Linked DNA regions of Mus musculus: regions 1 and 3 are each linked to region 2. A link is a contact called in public Hi-C data. All regions are on one chromosome and are shown on one strand. The core of a region is the stretch at or near the end of the contact, and the rest is flanking DNA. Distances in the headings are between cores, read along the strand shown.

Region 1 (5,007 bases), core at 141-2,640, 160 kb after region 2:
AACATAGTGGCATTACACTATTGCCAGCTCCAAGCCTAGCATCCTTTTAGAGCCCTGGGCTGCTATGCAAGAAGCCAACCCTGAAACTACTCTCCTTTGAGGGGGCCCAAGCCATATTAGAGCTCACATTAGGCACTGCAATGTACCTTCAGTTTTACAGCCATCCAGGTCAAAACAACAGTTGTGAGACTGAAGCTGCTTGGATCTTCATGTATTCGCTGTACAACAGCACTGAGTGAATAATAAGTATTGAGTGAACACCCAGCTAAGTGCTCCTGGGATTCATTTGTTACAAACCAATTAATAATCTATGCAACTGGTTTCACCTCCATTTTCTTTGCTCCTAGGAAATAGGCTAAGCTTTCTCTTAACAAGTAATCCAAACACTAGGAATGGTACCTGTATTAAGCAGAGTTTTCTAGAGATACAGAACCAACCGAATTCACACACACACACAAAGCATGTTCATAGACGTATATTCTCTGGTGCAACACAGCACACAGGACCAAGTTCTCAAAACAGTAGATGGGACGTGTTAGCAGTTCCAATCTAGTGCAGAAAGCCTGAGAGCTCCCTGGAGAGCCACTGGTCTATAAGGAATGACTGAAGACAATGGAGTTTGTTGTCAGTAGATGGCAGCAAATATAGATGAATCATTCAAATAGAAATGAGCCGGGGCAAGCATTTGCTGCTTTCCTCTGGCTTCTTCCTTTTTCAACTGGGATGCCATTTGGGAGGGACCGTCCACACTTAAGAGTGGATCTCCCCACTCCCTACTTGCTCTCACATGTTAGTCCTCTCTGTACACATCTCCACATTCACTCAGATGCCTTTCACCAGTTCTAGACACCTTTAAATCCAGCCATGGTGACAACCAGTAGAGTTGTCACAGTGCCTTTACATCCTCCTGCTTCCACAGACCAGAAGCACAGCACTATCTTTAGTTCCAAAGTGCACACTTCCTCTTAAAAGGCCACTATTGATTTTTTTCCTGACACCCCCTAGCCCCCCCCCATTATTAGTTTATTGCCAAGGGCAGAGAAAACTGATAAATTATATCTACCATATCTAGTTAATGGATAATCCAGTTTCCTGGCTATAGAGCTGTCATGGTAGGATACCTAGCATTGTGGAACCATAACAGTAAGACTACTTGATAGCTTTAACCCCCAATTCTACCTTTGTTCCAGCAATGCACAACTACTCAATGCTCCTCAAATGTGAAACTTGTTTCCACTTATTCTTGTAAAAGTAACTTTTATTCTCCTATAGTAATTGTCATCTCTTATTTTTACTGCCTTTTTCTGCTAACCTAGGCCTAGTCCTAGAAGCCTCTAGCCTCTATAGAATCTTATCTAAGCCTAGAATGTTGTCACTGCTAAATAAGCTCACCCTTTCTAGGTCTTTCTGAACTCTGGCTGGCTAGTCAACTCAGCTGTTCCTGGCTCAAAACTTGGCTTTACATTAATTGATTCAATCTGGCTTCTCTCAGCTTCTCCTAAATTGCTCTGTTTTGTATAATACAAACTTTGGCAGTATATTCTGATCTTTTGGCTCCTTATTCTCTGGTTTGTTCTGTCTTCACCTGTGTCTACCATGTTCCCTCTCTGAAACCTCTCTTTATAACTGTCCTGGTAAAACTGCCTCCTTTCTACTTCCTCTCTCTCTGCACTGCACACTTAAGTAGCTTCCCTTTCCTCTCTCCTTTGAGAGTTGGGCAGATCCTATTCTGTCAAATATTTCTCTGATTCATCACTTTGTTTGCCACCAATTAGATATCACTTTCAAACATGGGTGCTTCTTTCTACAAACTAAATTTATCTTCATTGTTTGGGATTCAGGGTAAGTCTGTATTCCTGCCAGACAAATTAAAGTTGTGTGCTAATGCTGAGCCATATCATGACTAGAAACAGGTCTTTTTTTTTTTTTTTTCCTTCAGTAAATAACACAATCTTGAGATACACAGTGTGATCAGATAGCCTGTAACATTTTCGGTTCTTTGTGCCTCTGCCTGAAATAAGTCTGCTTTTACTACTTGACAAAACTTTCTAGTTCAAGCCCAACGTAAAAGTTAACTTAGCTAAAACACTTTCCAATCCTAGAGTTATTTCTTCCTCTGATGCTTCTATGCTATACTGTCCAACTTTGCTTTGGTCCAAGTGAGGCAATTAACATTTTTAATAGAACTTTCTCCTTGAGTTACAATGTGAAATATCCAAGGATAAGGATCAGTCTTATTTACTGGCTAGAAAATAAGACATTGGTGAGTTGATATTGAATGTATGCATACAGAAATAAAAACAAGTAAATTGTTTGCTTAGCCAAAAGGAAAGCCTTAGGGCCCAAATCACCTCCTGAAAAAACAAGCAACACAACAAAGTTCTTCAAACTTGTTAAAGCTAACAGGTTGCAAATACATAGTCCATACTTGCTGGAAATGTATAACCAGTTGGTTTTAAGTGTTTGCCTATAAGAAATCTCACTAGTTAATCACTACAGCCACTTGATTTTGCCTCTTCCTCTAGTCCCATCTTGTACCTAGGGCACTGTGATGACAGGTGGGATTAGGCATGGTTCTTGAACTAAAACAAAACAAAACAAATCAAACAAACAAAAAAAAACCTTACAGTTTAATGGTGAAAGATAAATGAAGAACCCACTCATAACCTAGAAACAGAACTGGATGGTGCTAGAGTAAAGATAGAATTGGAGGGAAACAGATATTTCCAGGTGATAGAAGAAATAGCATTAATGTCTGGCATTTGAAACCAACTTTGAGCTGGGCAGTGGTGGTGGTAACACCTTTAATCCCAGCACTTGGGAGGCAGAGGCAGGCGGATTTCTGAGTTCGAGGCCAGCCTGGTCTACAGAGTGAGTTCCAGGACAGCCAGGGCTACACAGAGAAACCCTGTCTTGAAACACACACACACACACACACACACACACACACACACAAGAAACAAGCTTTGAAGACTGGTGTGAAGATTAAATGATTATTATATTCTGTATATATTGATTAGTGGTGGAAATTACTACAGTGGAAATTATTCCCTAACCAGTTTTTTCCCAAATAACCACACAGAGACCTTTTAATATTTCAAAGCCTTAGGCCTTGGCTGGGTACACTCTCAACTAGCTCACCTGTCTTAGTCAGGGTTTCTATTCCTGCACAAACATCATGACCAAGAAGCAAGTTGGGGAGGAAAGGGTTTATTCAGCTTACACTTCCATACTGCTGTTCATCACCAAGGAAGTCAGGACTGGAACTCAAGCAGGTCAGAAAGCAGGAGCCGATGCAGAGGCCATGGAGGGATGTTCTTTACTGGCTTGCCTCCCCTGGCTTGCTCAGCCTGCTCTCTTATAGAACCCAAGACTACCAGCCCAGAGATGGTCCCACCCACAAGGGGCCTTTCCCCCTTGATCACTAATTGAGAAAATGCCTGACAGTTGTATCTCATGGAGGCATTTCCTCAACTGAAGCTCCTTTCTCTGTGATAACCCCAGCTGTGTCAAGTTGACACAGAACTAGCCAATACATCACCTAAGTTAAACTAACTACCTAGCTCCAGCCAGCCAGAAGGTGATGAGTTACACTTTCTAGGCCTGTGATCATATCTGTCTCCTCCCATGTCCTGGTGTAAAGGCTTTCTGCCTTCTTCCTCCCAGAGTTCCTTTCTTCCTCCCAGGAAGTCCTACCTTCCACTTCTTACCCAACTTGTTGACTATTGGATTTTTATTAAAGCCAATTAGAGAATGCCTTAGGTAGGTGAAGGACAGAGACACAGTACAGAGTACCACAACACTGGTGAAGAATATACAACAGGGAAGAAGGGTCATCCATGGTGATATAAGAGCAGGAACAAGTCAGGAGAATAATAAATGAATATACAATATTGGAACATATGGAAACTAAAAGGAATTCGGGGAAACTATTGCTTACACTTTGGACCACCCATTGTTTTTCACAGCCTGTGTCTCTGCAAATGAGGCTTGGGTGCTTACACTTTCCCCAGACTGTATTAGTTATCTTTTTTATTGCTGTGACAGAAAGCAACTCACATTTTTAAAGGGAATACTATCCATCATGGTGGGAAGGGTGTGGTGGCTCTTTAGTAGCAGGAGCTTGCAGCAGCTGCTTATGTTATCCTAGTGAGGCTGTAAAAAGAGACAAATGCTGATGCTTATCAGGATTTCTCCTTCCTCTTACTCAGTCTTAGATCCCACCCCCGTGGGAGGGTGCTACCCTGTTTAGGTTGAGTCCTTCCTCCTTAATTAAGTATCTCTATAAACACTGTCACAGAAATGCCCAAAAATGTGTCTTCTGGATTATTCTAAATCCAGTCAATGGAAATTAACCACATTACAGTGACCTATTTTTATGTGCAAGTATTAGACAGGTTGGTAAGAATACATGTCTTTCAATCTATAGTTGAATGCACATCTAGAATCACCTACCATCCTGTTTCCTGATCATTTTTTTCTATCAAGAAATCATCACACATTTTAAATAAAATCTGCTTAACAATAAAGCTCTGAAAATAAAATGGCATGAGTGTGTGTGTGTGTGTGTGTGTAAGATGATCATTTAATTGATTAGCTTTCTTTCTTCTGTATCAAGTTATTTTGCCCACAACAAAACTAAAAGTTATCCTACACTTTTCTCCTGGTATTTAAAAAAATTATATTTTATGTATATGAGTGTTTTGACTGCATGTATGTATAAATGTACATCCCATGTGTGTTTGATTCCTTTAGAGATCAGAAGATGGTGCCAGGTCCTCTGAAACTGGACTTTACAGATGATTATGAGTCATCATGTGGGTGCTGGGAACCAAGCCTTGGGTCCTATGCCTGGTCCTAAGAGTAACAAGTTTAGCAGCAGTCCCTCCAGCCTTCTGTTAATTTTTAGTGTTCAGAACAAGTAGGTTATTTGTCTTTTTTTTTTTCAGTAACAAGGTGTAATGTTTTGTGACAAGGATATGATTAAATCTGATGCTTATGCTTGCT
Region 2 (4,492 bases), core at 1,830-4,329:
TGGCCTGGAATAACCATTAGGACCCAGAGTCTGTAAATGATACTTTATGCAGAAAAGGAATACTTGTATATGTGACTAAACTAAGGTTTGGGGGCAGGGAAACTATCCTGAATTATGCAGGTAAACCCTAAACACAATCACACGTGTCTGTATGAAAGTGGGTTTTCTCAGCCAGGGAGGAGGAGGAGGCAACATCACTATAGAGGCAGAGGTTGGTAATGCTGTGAGTATAACACCCACTAGTGACCAGAAGCTGGAGGCAACCCTCTCTGGGACTTCAGCCTGTGATTGGAAGGGGCAGATGACCCACCAGAGGGGCTGCAGCCCTGCCAACACCCGATTGTGACCCGTGTTGCTGATCTTGGATTTCTGGTCTCCAGGTCTGTGAGAGAATAAACTTGTGTTGTTTTCAGAAACTAACTTCATAGTAATTTGTTTTAGCAACAATAAGAAAGAAATAATGTGTGAATTAAATCCTAACAAAGTTCTTACCACTGAAGTTTTTAATAGCTCCATAATTATTGTGTGATTTTGCTCATTTATCTTTATATTTCTAATATATTTCTCTTTTATATATTCTCTTGCAATGTGCTGCCATAAGATTTAAGAGAGCACTATCATCTTTATAAATTGTAAACTTTAAAAATGTTATATTTTATCATTTAGACATATGAAAAATAATTTTAATCTGGGTTTTTAATGTTTAATGTTGAAACCTGCCCAGTTTTGTCCACTTATTTCATTTATCTGCTCTTCCTTTATCAATTCTCTTAATATGTTTTGTCATTCTATATTAGGTGATTTGTTTATAAGACAAATATAGCACCCCACCCTGTCTATGAAAAGTCACAGCCCCTGAGATGGACAAGGTTCTGATTTTAAAACATTTTGGGAATTAGAAAGGGGGTTTATCAAAAGCACACAATGAGTGTCAAGTGTGTCTTATTTTTAAAATGCAAAAAGATCATTCATCTTAAAATTAGAAAGACTGGTTGTTTGGGCTTTTTTTTTTTTTCCTTAAATACATGGTCTTACTCCATAGCCCAGACTGGCCTCTAATTCACAATTCTTCTGCCTCAGCTTCTCAAATACCAAGATTGCAGGCATGCACCACCATGCTCAGCTGAGAGGCTACATTTAAGAGGACATTGTTAAATTCTTACCCTCTCCCTCTCAAGTAAGTAGGGGTCATATTTACAATATTTTTTTGATGATAGTGTTTTCAAAATTTTTTTGAGGATTTGGCGGAAACCTTGGTGGCTCTGAGCACTTGTTCTCTTGCAGAGGGCTGGGTTTCCGTTCTTAGCTCCCACATGGCACCTCACAGCCTTCTGTGACTCTCGTTTCATAGGATCTGTCACCCTCTTCTGGCCTCTAGGGCATCAGACACACATACAAGCAGACAAACATTCATACATAAAAAATAATAAATATTATTTTTTTAAAGATTTATTTATTTATTTATTATATGTAAGTACACTGTAGCTGTCTTCAGACACTCCAGAAGAGGGAGTCAGATCTTGTTACAGATGGTTATGAGCCACCATGTGGTTGCTGGGATTTGAACTCCGGACCTTCGGAAGAGCAGTCAGTGCTCTTACCCACTGAGCCATCTCACCAGCCCTAAATATTATTTTTAAAATTCCAATAATGCTACTTTGGCAATGGTAAAATAGGGGCCTTAGAATAAATTCAGTCTCCAGTGAACAAGAATTAACTAGTCATTTCAGTTTGTAAGGTTAAATTTCATCTCCAAAGAGCTAAAGAGATGAGAAGGTAGTTGTTACTACCAGACCATCACACACACACACACACACACACACACACACACACACACACACACACACTGTCTTACTGCCTCCACCCAAATCCTTATTCATTTGATTCTCTAGTAATTCTGGGAGTGATTAGAAATTTTTATTTCCAAATTGTCATGTCTATTTCTAGCCAAGTTTGTAAAAATAGAAAAGACTTGTTGTTATTGTTGTTGTTCTTACTGTGCTGTCCTCCTGCTTTTACTTGTCTCATAGTAAAGGAGGACTAGGTGATGTATTAAAAACCACATACTCTCAGGGATTTCATGTCAGAGAACACTCCTGTTTCTGGAAAACGTGAATTTATGTGGGTGCTAAACATTTCTATCAAATTCTGTAAAATGTTTCCTTTTCCTCTGGAGACAAACCATGATTCCGATTTTTTTTTTCTCATTTGGAAAATTGGCTACTTGTAACAGAAAAGTTTGTTCCATAAGGAGCTGTATATTTGGCTATCGTTTTAGAAGGAAAACCAAGTTGTATTCTTTATGTTACTTGTTAAAATTATTTTCAAGCTCATCCTAAAAATAAAAACACCTGAGAGCGACGAGCGTGTGGATCTTGAGAGCTCCGAGTGAGCGCGGGAGCCACAGGAAGCACCTTTAAATGACCTCTTGATTCGTTTGCACAAAAATTAACACAAATGTTTCTAAGGTGGAGACTAGCTTTACTTTTTTTTTTTTTTTTTTCCCGAGACAGGGTTTCTCTTGTGTAGCCCTGGCTGTCCTGGAACTCACTTTGTAGACCAGGCTGGCCTCGAACTCAGAAATCTGCCTGCCTCTGCCTCCTGAGTGCTGGGATTAAAGGTGTTCGCCACCATGCCCGGCTTTTTTTTTTTTTTAATTGAGGAAACTTGAGATGGTCATGGTGGCACACACTTTTAATCCCAGAATTTGGGAAGCAGGGGCAAGCAGATCTCTGAGGCCAGCCTGGTCATCAGGGTGCATTCCAGGACACTCAGGACTACACAGAGAGCCCCTGTCTCAAATAAAACAAAACAACCCCCAAAATAATAATAATAAAAGACAAAAAAGTTGAGGAAATTTGAAAAGCACTTAGACTTGGCGATCATACACAATGCCAACAATACATAACGAGCATTTATAGTTCTAACTTAAAGTAAACATCAAAAGGTAGGACAAATATGGAGACTGGGCTCGTGTCCATATTTGTTTCTACTTGTTTCAAGCTGGGGCTTGTCCTAAGTGATCCCATTTTTTAAAAGAGCAGCTTCTTCCGTCTTCAGCACAAACGCTGAGGTAGAATGACTCATGTCTTGTTTGTGCAAGTGAACAACCGTAGCACAAACCACAAGGCACAGCCTGCTAAGCAACCTCTTTATACAATAAAGTATAACAACCTAGGAACTTCAAGTTTAAGTCAGGAACACCCGGATGCATGGGGATATCAAAACCATATCAGAAACACAGACTTATGCACTTATTAAATACGCCAGACGAAAGGATGACGCAACCCCCCCCCCCCTTGGTACTATTAAAGTCATTTTTCCCATCCGGTAAAATGGCCACAGCAGTGTGTTTACCTGTGACCTGGGCTCCAGCTCAAGTGAAGTTTCTCCTGCTAGGGACAAGCAGATTGGTTCAAACTGACCCTAAAACTGCCCTCCCTTCCCCCACCCTGCAGCATTTGACAACTCTGCACCTGCAGTTCATAAAGCTTATCTGACCTCTCCAAAGACAGTTCCTTGAGTCTGAATCAGCTGCCTTCAGTATGGTCTCTCTGTGGACTCTTTACCCATTTGAAGCCTCCTATAATGCTTCCCCCCCTCTGTCTCTGTCTCTGTCTCTGTCTCTCTCTGTCTCTGTCTCTCTTTCTCTCTCTCTCTCTGTCCCTCTCTGTCTGTCTCTTTGTCTCTCTGTCTCTCTCTCTGTCTCTCTCTCTCTGTCTCCGCCTTTTTCTCTCATGTAAAGAACATTATACTTTAATACTCTTAAAAACTGTTAATACTGTTTAACTACTATTAGCAATAGTAATTAAGATTGGAATAAAAGAATCTACTATTGCCAATGACTGTGTCTACCAAGGGAAAACAGTGATATCTGGTGAATTAAGGTAAAAGAAATTGAATTGTCTTTGAATTCATGGCATCACACATTAAATGTGGAAAGACCCCAACGTGCCCATGTTGCTGACATAGCTTGTTCATATTAGAAAAAAATACAAATGACTAGGTCACACAATAAAGTATTTTAACATGAAAATATTTAACTTCTGTTAAAAAAAAAAAAAGTGAGGCTCAGGGAACATAGCTCAGAGGCAGTGACTGCCCAGCATGTGCAATCTCAAGCATTGAAAGAAGAAAAATAATCAAATTGTAGGTTTCTCATTCCTAGCAGTGCTAACTGACTGGGCTCAAGTAGGAGGAGAGCTCTTGTGCATTGCTGGTGGGAGAATAAATCACAGCAATCAACAGCACAACGTGACAGCTGGCACCCAAAACTTTCAGCTCTTCTTTCTTTGACCTAGCCAGTTCCACTTCTGGGACTCCATTCTAAACAAATGACTGGTGCTCTGTCAGGCTCGAGTAACAGTTAGACTAGACATTTCTGGCTACTGAACGGATGTCCTCCTAGTTCTAGAGACTGCACTGTCTGAATTGAAGGCTCAAAGAGTTGACGTCAGATAATGTCTCTTCCTTGGATTGCAGATGGCTACCT
Region 3 (4,764 bases), core at 1,688-4,187, 250 kb after region 2:
AGAGACAGATAAGTACGTATAGATACATAGACTACTTAAGAGATGTACATATAATATATTGATATATTTTATAAAACACTATGTATACTTTATAATATATGAATACTATATATTTCAGTAAAATACACATCTATAGCATTTTGAGTTTGACCAACATAATGTATATTTATAGTGACTTATCCTGTATATTTTTATTTTTCATTGAAAATAAATTTTTTCATGCAATATAGACTGATTTACATACAATATAGTCATGATTTCCTCTCTCTCATCTCTATACCCTCTTTCTTTCTTTAAAACAAGCCAAAATAAACAAAACGAAACAACAATGAAAATACACAAGAAACACAGACACATACACACACAAATCTGTGATAACACAAAATCAGAAACCGTAATACACAAGCAAAAGTAAGGTTAAAAGACAAACCAACGCTGGGCAGTGGTGGTGCACTCCTTTAATCCCAACACTTGGGAAGCAGAGGCAGGCAGATTTCTGAGGTCGAGGCCAGCCTGGTCTACAGAGTGAGTTCCAGGACAGCCAGGGCTACACAGAGAAACCCTGTCTCTGAAAACAAAACAAAACAAAACAAAACAAAACAAAACAAAATCAACAAAGCAATATTGAGACCCCCTCAAAAAAAGTCTCCAAAGAAACACCATTGAGTTCATTTTGTGTTGGCCTTCTCCTGCTGGGTATGAGGCCTGTCTTAAGTTTGGTTTGTATGTCCAGATTCTTAGAAACAACATAACAGGTATTATTTTATCTCTCTCTAGTTAGTTTAGTATTACATCAAAGATTTTATAGTTTACTATATGGGTTGAAATTTGAATTTAGGTCTCCCAACTTTTGACTCTCTTGCCTTGGTGGCATGCTATGAGATGCTGGCTTAAAGGGGGGAAAAAAGGGTTAAATGATTTAAAATTTCTCTAATTTTTTTGTTTCTTTGTTATCTGTTAACCTCAGGCTGTAAGACTGGAAAGTACTTACCAAAACCGAACACGCTATATGGTCGTGGTTTCAACTAATGGTAGACAAGACACTGAAGAAAGCATTGTCCTGGGAATGGATTTTTCTTCTAATGACAGGTATGATACCATAAAAAATGGGGAAGGGGCATGAAAACTACTTTTTAAGAGAACTACTTTTAAAATAACCTGTTACAGTTATTAAAGCTATTGCAAAAGTGTCTTGTATAATTAAGCTTTTAAAATTCAAGATAAAGTAGGGCTAGAAGGTAAGAGGATGAGGTTTGTGCGTTTGTGTTTTATCTTTTTGAGACAAGATCTCTCTGATGTAGACCAGGCTGACCTTGAACTCAGAAATCAGCCCACCTCTGCCTCCCAAGTGCTGGGACTCAAGGTGTGAGCCACTAAACCCAGTTTGTATTCTTGATATATGTCTTGATCACTATTCTGTTGCCATAAATAAACAACATGACCACAACATTTATTTTAAAAAAATAAAAGCATTTATTGAAGCTTGCCTACAATTTCAAAGGTTTAGTCCATTATTATCATATCATGGCAGGGAACATGTCAGCATGCAGGCAGACATGGTACTAGAGAAGAAGCAAAGAATTCTACATCCAGATCCACAGGCAGCAGGAAGAGAGAGCCATTGGGCCTGGTTTGAGCTCTTGAAACCTTAAAGGCCACCCAGTAAAACACTTCCTCCAACAAGACCACATCTACTCCAACAAGGGCACACATCCTAATTCTCCTCAAGTAGTGACACAAGTATCGTCATCTCAGAAGCCTGAGAGTGTCATACTCATCCAAACCACCACATGTACATGTTTATGAAAATGGTTAACATAGATGTATGAAGGTATCACAGTGAAGCCCATTATCTACAGTGAATACATGGTAATGAAATTTTTAAGTTAAAAAACAATTCATGACAACCTGAGGAGATGGCTCAGGGTAAAGTGTTTGCTATGTAAGATCAAGTACCTGAGTTCAGTTCCTAGCGTTGGTGGAAAATCTAGGTACAGCAGTGTGAGCCTATAATCCCAGGGGTAAGGAAGTGGAGACACGCCAGGCAGTGGTGGTGCACGCCTTTAATCCCAGCACTTGGGAGGCAGAGGCAGGCAGATTTCTGAGTTCGAGGCCACCCTGGTCTACAGAGTGAGTTCCAGGACACCCAGGGCTGTACAGAGAAACCCTGTCTCAAAAAAAAAAAAACAAAAAACAAAAAAAACAAACAACAAACAACAACAACAACAACAAATGAAGTGGAGCCAGGGTAATCCCTGGACTTTCTGTGAGCAGCCAAGGAGCTCGCCTAGCCAAATCTGTGAGAACCTGTCTCTAAGGTGACGAGCAATTGAGAAAGACACCCAAGATGACCTCTGGCCTCCAAATGTACCCCATAAAAATATGAACACATGTACACACACATAGACACAAAAATCAAGGCATAAAACTAGGAAATAAGTTTTGACCATGATCTTCAGAGGCAGTGACACTTGGTAAAAATCTTTGACTATTTCTAATTTACTCTTATTCTTTACTTTTCTCTTATTGTTGGGTACTAATGATAAAATTAAGCAAATGGAAACATAGCTCTGGGGTAATGTTTTTTTCTCCTGCCAATCTAGTCTTTCCATCAGTAATGCTCTACTTTGATAATCCAAGGGCTCACGCCTTTCTTGGTAATATACCACTGGTCTTGGGTTCAAAACTCACATGTACCTTGCTTCCTGTAATTAAAGATATCTCAGACCGACTCCAGATCATTGTGGTTATTATTGGAAGGAGCTGGGTCTATATCCTTAAGGCATTAGGGTTTTCTGTTGTATTTCCCTACTGTTTCTGAAGAACCTTTGAGAAGCCTGTGGAATGTGGCTGCTAAGCAGATCTTTACACTCTGAGATAATAAGCCTCAGGAAATCCTGCCAGATGTCTCAAACCATGACTTCCTGGTTTAGGACTAAAATGGAATTGTGCAATAGCGAGGGGCGTGGCCCAGGCCTAGGGAAATTTATACACACTCGTACACACATGCACATGCACGCACAAAGCCCTGGGTTTGGAGGAAGGGGTATAGATGACAATGATTGTCCTTCCGATTTGGAGTTGGGGGCAGGGAAATCCTAGTATCTCTAGAAAGTATCTTCCAAAATCTTGGTTTACTCTAGTTTGTACATAGAAGTAGTCTTGCTTTGCTCTGTGTTACTGCAATAAAACACTGACCAAAATGAACTTGGTGAGATAGCTAAGTGGGTATGTGAGCCTGCTGTCAACCCCAACAACCTGGGTTCAGTTCCCCAGCACCCACATAGTGGAACAAACCAACTCAAGTTGTCTTCTTCTAGCCTCCAGCATGCTACCCCATGTACACAAAATAAAATTAAAAATTTTTTTCAAGTTTGGGAGGAAAGAGTTCAGCTCACAGGTTATAGACCAACATCATGGGGAGCCAGGGCAGGAACCTCGAGTCAGGGATTAAAGCGGAGGATGCTGACGGGCTTGCTCCCAGGCTCACATGTATAAATAAGGTAGTTCTTATACAGCTCAGGCCCACTTGCCTAGGGATGGCACTGCCCACCATAAGCTGCCTCCTCCATCAATTAGCAATCAAAAGAAAATGCCCCATAGACAAGCTGACAGGCCGTCCAATCAAGAGCATCGTCCTTTAGTTGAGCTTCCTTGCCCTTTTCCCAGGAATGACAAGTTAGGAGGGGAAAAGACAAAAGTCAGCTTGGGAAATGTGTTGTGAACATGTATACCAGTTACAGCATTTAATTATATGCTCTGACTTTACAGAGGCTTGGCAACCACTTTTAGGAAGCTTTCTCTTGCAGTAGCTTCTAGTGTTTTTCATAAGTAACAGCCCTTTTAGTAAGGAAATACTCATTTTTTGAGAATGGTGGCATGCTCCAGTAATCCCATCATTCCAGAGGCAGAGGCAGGAGAATTGCCAAGAAGGTGAGGCCAGCCTGGTCTACGTAGTAAGTTCAGGACATCCAGTCTTATATATAAGACTATCTCAAGGACGAGGAAGTAGGGAAAATACCTACCTTTCCACATTCAATGGAAGTTTCTAACCTCTGGTTTGGATTTTTACCTATGTGGACCTATATTGTCAAGTATTTTTGCCATTTGACACCTGGCTATTTAAATAAGTAAAGACTAAAATGATATGTAAAAAAAATAAATTCTCATCATAACTAGTCAAATTTCATTTACTTTCTTAGTCATGTGTGATTAACAGCTCCCCTGTAGAACAGTATGGTACAGTTAAACAGAATTGCTGTGGCTGTATTTCCTTTGTTCAGTTCCCCTTGACTCCTCAGTTGGAAACCCTGTAGAACAGGAACTTTTGGTGCATGGAAACTGCTGAGGCTTCCCCCTGAGGCTGGAGGCAGTAACTCTGACTCTCACTCTGGAGTGTTAGCCATCAGATACCAGGGCAGACACTTTCCATGGGTAACTGGTAATTTATCCTCAGCAAACCACATCAGTTTGTTCTAATGATCCTGCCTGCATCATACCTAAAAGATGCCATTCCATTAACAAAATTTTAGTGTCTAGAAAACAAACTGGGACATGAAGAGCTAAAGATATAAAATCCTGTTATGTCTTCTGTTGAGCAAGCCTGTTTTACAGTAAAAGAAGTGCTGTTGGTTTCAGAATGCTAGTGCTCAGATACTCTTAAAGGAATTTGTTATATTATTTTATATGCCAGAATATGAAAATATGTTTCAAAACACCATTAAGTCAAAGTAGAAGATAGATTGATAAATACAAGTAGTGATG

Evidence for each region. Hi-C and Micro-C count contacts between places; a contact is called where the count stands out from the background.
Region 1: a contact with region 2 is called in a Hi-C map of bone marrow-derived macrophages, with 26 read pairs. The contact joins two enhancer-like sites. A contact is called at or near these places in 2 of 15 datasets of contacts at CTCF or cohesin (the NIH/3T3 cell line and large pre-B cells), 4 of 484 Hi-C or Micro-C datasets (the HPC-7 cell line, bone marrow-derived macrophages, embryonic stem cells and 1 more), 1 of 115 datasets of contacts at active chromatin or transcription factors (embryonic stem cells) and 3 of 9 other capture datasets (adipose tissue, liver and macrophages).
Region 3: a Hi-C map of bone marrow-derived macrophages shows a contact between it and region 2, with 16 read pairs. The contact joins two enhancer-like sites. A contact is called at or near these places in 1 of 15 datasets of contacts at CTCF or cohesin (the NIH/3T3 cell line), 2 of 484 Hi-C or Micro-C datasets (bone marrow-derived macrophages and nephron progenitors) and 2 of 9 other capture datasets (adipose tissue and embryonic trunk).

What each region holds. Positions count from the first base shown.
Region 1 is chr11:77,317,246-77,322,252 of GRCm38.p6, forward strand. The region is part of intron 1 of Ssh2 (slingshot protein phosphatase 2); the gene reads left to right. Among named protein-coding and RNA genes, the nearest start is that of Gm24989, 75 kb to the left of the region's middle. Within about 2 kb of position 1,391, at least 28 of the 459 cell types and tissues checked have an H3K27ac peak or open chromatin away from gene starts, as enhancers often do. A contact at or near this core is called in the HPC-7 cell line and bone marrow-derived macrophages, where this site is marked.
Region 2 is chr11:77,157,437-77,161,928 of GRCm38.p6, forward strand. All of the region lies in intron 2 of Efcab5 (EF-hand calcium binding domain 5), which reads right to left. Among named protein-coding and RNA genes, the nearest start is that of Efcab5, 29 kb to the right of the region's middle. Within about 2 kb of position 3,080, at least 60 of the 459 cell types and tissues checked have an H3K27ac peak or open chromatin away from gene starts, as enhancers often do. A contact at or near this core is called in the HPC-7 cell line and bone marrow-derived macrophages, where this site is marked.
Region 3 is chr11:77,407,159-77,411,922 of GRCm38.p6, forward strand. It overlaps Ssh2 (slingshot protein phosphatase 2), which reads left to right. Exons shown (of 15, transcript NM_177710.4): 5 at 968-1,089. Among named protein-coding and RNA genes, the nearest start is that of Coro6, 54 kb to the right of the region's middle. Within about 2 kb of position 2,938, at least 59 of the 459 cell types and tissues checked have an H3K27ac peak or open chromatin away from gene starts, as enhancers often do. A contact at or near this core is called in bone marrow-derived macrophages, where this site is marked.